2 separate regions of the Sparus aurata genome follow, and region 1 is linked to region 2. A link is a contact called in public Hi-C data. All regions are on one chromosome and are shown on one strand. The core of a region is the stretch at or near the end of the contact, and the rest is flanking DNA. Distances in the headings are between cores, read along the strand shown.

Region 1 (3,577 bases), core at 550-3,049, 180 kb after region 2:
CAAAGACAAATTCTAGTCAGCTCTAAAAATTTTTGATTACCAAATGACAGTATGATACTGTAAGCATCAACTTTTACATTCATTTAGTCGGGTCGTTCTTTAATCAGTACAGTGTTAAGGTCAATGTGTGAGCAAAAGTGTCAAATACATCATGTGTAATAAACAAGCAAACAAAAAAAGTTTAAAAAATAAAATTCAAAGTGTTTGCATTTCCTTACTGAGTCAGGTCCTGGCCACATTCAGCACATAAACCCTTCATTACTATTGGATGGCTGCATTCTTCTATTCTGATGATGACACCCCTGGAAAAAAAAAGAGACAAGAGACATCAGAGGAAATACTTTTGTGTAATCCAGCCATAGTACTGTGGTTCCATCTTTCTGCTTGCTTGCTTGCTTTGTGGCAAGCAAGTGCTTGGTATTATAGAAGTTTATTCGATGTTTCATGTTTTAGCATTTTTACCTTACAGATAAGGTGTGAGCCTTGATACTTTATATCAGCAAGTTGCTTACTGACAAACGTTATCACTGAGATATTACTTTGAGAACAAGTTGTAAATCCAGCGAGCATGAATGTACCTACTGTAATAAATAGCTGAACATTATGCACTCAGTCGCTTTGCTTTGTAATTCACACGGTTGATAATTCACTTTAGAAACATTACAAACTTTAATTCAATTAGATTTATGATATATGTTTAATTAAAAACTCCATCTTAACATTCAAATATACAACGTATTTCATGTTAGGTACACTTGACCGACGCGCAATTGTAAGACCAAAAACATAACAAGACAAGTGAAGCTTTATAGTCATAATTCAAATATGTGCTTGTTTGCCAAATAAATCTAGTGTTGTTCTGAAATAAAAAGCAGTCACGATGAAGCAGGAGTAACGACGGCCGTGTAAGAGTCACTGGGACCTCGGCAGACTCGGATCACTCCTCCACCTGTCAGCCTATGCAGCATGTACACACTCCGTGCACGCGAGGGGCGGCTGCGTCAAGGCAAACACAACGAGACAGCGCTCCACGTGATTTTGCCTTCAGAATAAAGGCTCAAGAAATGTTTAGCCTGTAAACTTGACTGCATGTACATTCAAGAGACAATTCAAGAATACGTATAATGTTAACCTAATTTCTGCTTGCAACTGGTTATCACTTCCAACTGGTTTAGAGACCCGAAAAGGTCCAGAAACAGATTATCGCACTAAATGCACTTTTATTTTGAAAGTTCTGTCCAAAAGTCTCCTTGTTTGTTTTGACTGACTTGACACGAGCAAGTGCTGTGAGTGATTTGAGTACTGCTAGCAAACATGCTAACGTTAACTTAGCACCTATATGTAGCAATGTTAGCTCGTTAGCTAGCTAACGTTGCACTGCGGGTTAAGTCTGAAGCTGGCAAAGCGGTACCAAAACTGCAGCTGACATGCTGCTTGTATCCTTTCCCGGCAATGGTTGGTTCAGTGAACATAGTTAGCTATAGCAAGCAGACTGACTCACCCCGGGGGTATGACTTGTCCAAGTTGACAGCATAGCTCCTTGACTACTCCAGCACGGTCCGATTTCACCTTCTTCTCTGGCAGCCTGGCAGCCTCTGCCCCCTTCTCCTGAGGTATGGGAGCACACAGTGCTAACACGGAGTCCACGTTAATTAGAGACCCGGGTTTGACTTTCCACTCTAGGAGCCGTAGAGGGAGAGCCCCGGTCGGCCAGCAGATATCTGCCACCTGCACCGCGGGGCCCTCCGCTGCTGCACCGCCGCCACCACCACCACCAGAATCTGCAGGAGGATCCTCCATCTGTCCCGCACTCTCAAAAAATCCCTCTAGTTTTCAGGAACGGCCCGCCTAAAAGGTATCCACAAGACCTCGCAATACCCCGTGTATCATTCAAACGTGCAAACCAGTAGCATGAAGGAAAAATTAAAAACAAATGTGCTGCCAATTTAAACCCAGTAGCTTCCACAGTCAGCTACGTTCGCTCTTCCCGCCCGTAAACAGGAAAGCGCAACACTGCAGCGACACGGGTCGCCACTGCATCCGGTGGACCATGCAGCCTGCTACAGCAAAACACACCGCCCACTCTGCTTTCAAAATAAAATCCTTCGAGAAATACTTGTGCCATGTGGTTTATTAACACGTTTTAAAGAAAAGAGGAAATAAAAAAAAGCTACAGTTTCATATACGTCATCTAATCATCCCATTGGTTGATTTGAGTTCGATTGCTTGTTGTTATGATCAGTAACTCTATAGCTGTTGGGTGCCAGTGAACTATTTTGCTACCTTTATTTTGAAGGCCAGTTCATGTTTCCGGGTTCGTTGGCTGAACCTGTCTCATTTGATACGCTGTTATTCTGTAACACTGACAGCAATGCACCTGAGACAGCCGCAAAGAAAAACAATTTTACATTTAGTTATACTACATTATCGTTTAATACGAGTCCCAACAAATGAGGCCATCACGATCTCTAGGAATGAACTCTTAACTTTCGACTATTCCATCCTTTTTTATTTGCTACAACTTTCCATAAAGCTTGAGATGAGGACCGTGGAACCCACAGAGACCTAAGTGATGTAAGATGATGAAACTTAGAAATAATACTTCAACATATCTCATGTGGCACCTTTAGTGGTAATAGGCTAACTAGGTGCGTCATTATTATAAGCAATGGCACTCTTGTTACAGCCTACATTACTGATCCTTCAAGGTCATATCATGTTTTGGGGCTCAAATTTTGAACAATTAAGTACATTAAAAGTACAAGGGCATGCCTCGAACCACTCCATATGACCAGTGACGCATCATTAGGTACCTCCTATCAGAGAGTCCACCACCAAGATGCATCTCTGCCCACCTAACAAACTTCACTTGAAATTTCACCCACTTTGTCAGGGGCATTTACCCCTGGACTGGGTTGGACTTTCTTGAATTAGTCCCAACAAAAGTTGGTTAAAAAAGTGTTTTTGTCTCTCTGTTTCGGACAGTGAGTGTTTCTTGTTGTTACCTCACATTGGGAAGTTTTGCTGGAAGGTTTTATATGCATCTGCTCCAGGGGTGTGTTTATCTGTGCTTGCCTTAATTCTCAGATGATGATAATTACATGAGCATGTATTTGCACATCCCAACAACTTTGAAAGACAATATTGTGTCAGTATTTGATATATGATATGTATGCAATATGCATCTAAATTGCATAAATGTGATATCCAGTGCGCATCATGTATCTACTAGTTTTTCTGTATGTTTCAGTAAGGGGGAAGGATTAAATGCTATTTTAAGACTTTTTAACTTGGTAAATTAAAAATTTTTGTGGATAGACCATATAAAACAAAAAAAAGATATATTATTATTATTATTATTATTATTTAGTACTTTTATATGCCTTAAAAGGTCTACAGAAGACCTTTAAGTGATCACAAAAGAGAAGAAACTTTCAGATAGAATCCATGTAATATTTAATTGTTTAATTTTCCATTTAAAGGCAGAATTATGGTATAGAGCTACATTAATCAATGCTTCAACAACTTTTGTACATAGTTTTTAATTACACTAATTACATGTATTCACTGTCTCACC
Region 2 (3,235 bases), core at 459-2,958:
GACCACGGCAATAAAAATCCCAACTGGGCTTCCCCTCCGGAACGTTAGCTGTGACTCCCATAACTTCGCGGCGAGTTGAGTCGAGGGAATGAAAACAATAACGACTTCCGCTCTTGTCCATCATTTCAAAATAAAGGCCACATGATAACGCATTGCTGCATATTTTTTTTTGCTTTGGTGAGGCAGTGCTTGGTGATAACACACATGTCCGTGTCAGCTTATATATTAATTTCTACAATATATAAGGGCTTAATTCAAAACGAGCTGAAAAAACTCATCATACAACTAGAACATTTCAGCAAAGGAAAATGACTGGCACCTCGAGAGTTTCATAGAGTTTTCACGTGAAAAATGTATAATTACAATTCATATCAAATGTGCTTTATTTGATGTATATCTTAAGGCCGGAAAACCCTAATGCAAAACGTGAAGTGACCTTGACACGAAATGTCAAAGACTAAATCAAATCCAGTATTCGATTCCTCTGCAACACCACATGACACGCTTCCTGCAAGCTTCATCTTTAACGCTTTTATTGTGAAGGTAACTGTTATGGAATATCCGGTCCCGTGCTGACTTACTTTGGCGGGCTTGACTTTGACATCCGCGCGGATCTGTATGCATGGAAGCATATGGGCAGAGCGTTTTATTAACTCTTTGTAAACTGGTTGATCCCGTCAGGCAGGTCTCTGTGTGTGTGTGTCTCCCCTCCAAACTGAAGCTCTGTTTTTTATGTAAGAGATTATCCTGGATCAAAGTGACAGCTGACAGATGAGAGGTGGTCTGCTCTGAGGGTTATATAACTTTCATTAAGCCTTTTTAAATCTTTATAATCTGGATTTTGTGTCAGTGACAGTCTGAATTCACTCCCGCTGAATATGTTAAAATCCTTAACACAGTAAAAAAAAGGCATCTCAATTTGAACTGCAGCGCTCGTGTTATTTGTATGCATCTGCTGTGGTGTGCAAAGCAATAAGTCAACTTAAATAAACCAGGTTGCATGAAATATTCAACAAGGTGTAGCTCAGCTGTAAGAGCAAGAACAGGCAGAGTGAGATTCCTCATTCAAAGCAATTTTCATTGCCTGTAGCGGGGTTGGATTCATTTAGAAGAGCAGTGCCAGGAAAAAAATAAAAAATAGGTATAGGCCACTTGCAGGACTGGGGCCCCTGGATAGAAACCAACATTAACTGGTTGGAAAGTATTAACTTTATTTTAGAAAAGCAAAATAATTGTAAAATCTATAAATGTGACTTTGAATTACTTGAAGGGTGTTTTATCCATACAGATGTGTGCCCTTTTTTAGTGCAGGTATTATAATATATGACCTGCCAATGGCAACATTTGTGATTAATATTGTACATGGTCCCCATACAAATGAATATCACCAACTGACCATCATTCAGAATAGGAATATAAATAGCCAATATTCTTCCTGATAGTCCTGATGTTATATACAGGCATCAGTATTACATTGAGCCTGTTTCCTAGCAAGTTAGAAGATTACTTGTTGTACATTTATGCACATATTTAATCATGTGTATCACTGATGACATTTGTTTTATTTTTTTTAAGAAATAACCTTTTGCTCTCCATCATTTTCCAAACTGCTGGTACAGTCAGACTGTAAGTTCAGAAATCCCTGTCCTACACGACAGTTTTAGATGGTGTGTGAACTATCTTGACTAAGTCAAACATCTTTGTCGTAACGCGTGACGTGTGACGTTTCAGGAAGTGTGGGCTCGACCATATAACAGAAATACACTGTATATGGGCCACTTGCTGAACAAACTATTATGCTATAGGAACTCTGGGCAACAAAAATGCGGTTTGTTTTAATTTTCCTGAAGAGTTCAAGGGCTTTCTATGCTATTTCAGGAAAACTGAGAGTTTCTTCTCGTGAGTTCGGCGCAGCTTTTCAAAACAGCGCCAGCTAGCATCAACAGAAGAGTTGAATCAGAGAATCGGGATGTTTTGAGCAGATAAGCATCTGCGGTCGTCTCCTTCACAGCGAATACCGCCGCTTCCTGTTGTAAGCATTGTTGTTCCGCTGGCACCGTAGCTAACACATTGATGTTCTCACTGTTCGGACTGTTCTCCGATGTTACTGTATCATTAGCCCCCCGGGGTCGTAGTGTCGGATTCACTGCTCAGCTTGTGATGGCGTGGCAGTAGCTGCCTTCTTTGTCCGTGTGGGGGATTATGCACGAAACTCACGGATGTTTGTTTTGTTACGCTGTCAAACTCGTTCCAAGGATCCAGCAGAGGAGAAACACCTCATCGTAGTCTCCACTGAGGCAGTGACAGCCAGCTGACATCACTTCACAACTTCTTGGCCAGGTGTTGGACTGCTGAGCTGCTCAACATGGATGATGAGCTGTTCGAACAGATGGTGGCTGTGTTTAACAGCCTGGTGTCGTGGGTGGCTGCTGGTGCCATGGTGTTTGGTGGGGTGGTGCCCTACATCCCCCAGTACAGAGACATCCGCAGGACACAGAACGCCGAGGGCTTCTCCACCTATGTGTGCCTGGTTCTCCTGGTGGCAAACATCCTGAGGATACTCTTCAGGTAACCAGTTATTCCCTCTCGTTTGTATTATAACAAAACTCCATTTGGAAATCACTCAATTTAATACTCTTTTGCTTTAGAGCCAAATTGGATATATTATGTAACAAGTAATGAAATGTTCAATAATCAGCAGGATATTCTTTGAAATTCGGCTGAAAGGAAAACATCATAGGAGCTTCCATTGCCTTGAAACTGAAGATTTAGTTCTCATTGGTGTCCTCCTGCTGAGGTGGTGGACTCAATTTATGACCAAAAAGTGAACTCCAAACACAATTTACCCCCACTATAAGTTCACAGAATAACAGCTATAATCTGTTTCAATGTAAGCAGATTAAACACTGGTTGCTATGTTTTCATGAAAGGTATATAATTCATCTTAAAGTAAAACTGCAGTACTAAACACACTTGCAAAGTCAAGAGATGTGACACACAGGAGTTCTGAAAACTGTTCGCTGCAAGTACAAACCGAACTCCGTCCTAGTAAAGCTACTTTTAAGACATCAAACTGAGTAGATTTCACTTATCTATTGTGTGTTCATCTAATCTGGAGTGGCTGATACCATCATGGTCTCTCTTTGCTGCAGCACGGGTACCAAGAGAGCTTTGACTCTAATCATGCATGCTACATGTGGCATACCACATTCACACATTCTTCTGTGTGTTTTTT

What was found. A called contact is a pair of places that touch in the nucleus more often than the background predicts.
Region 1: a contact with region 2 is called in a Hi-C map of an unstated tissue, with 9 times the contacts expected there. The contact joins the promoter of ctdp1 here to the promoter of slc66a2 in region 2. A contact is called at or near these places in 2 of 2 Hi-C or Micro-C datasets (skeletal muscle and an unstated tissue).

What each region holds. Positions count from the first base shown.
Region 1 is chr3:26,542,246-26,545,822 of fSpaAur1.1, forward strand. It overlaps ctdp1 (CTD (carboxy-terminal domain, RNA polymerase II, polypeptide A) phosphatase, subunit 1), which reads right to left and starts at 1,800. Exons shown (of 13, transcript XM_030412508.1): 1 at 1,502-1,800; 2 at 219-302. The coding sequence starts at 1,800.
Region 2 is chr3:26,359,581-26,362,815 of fSpaAur1.1, forward strand. It overlaps slc66a2 (solute carrier family 66 member 2), which reads left to right and starts at 1,709. Exons shown (of 4, transcript XM_030412706.1): 1 at 1,709-2,568. The coding sequence starts at 2,366.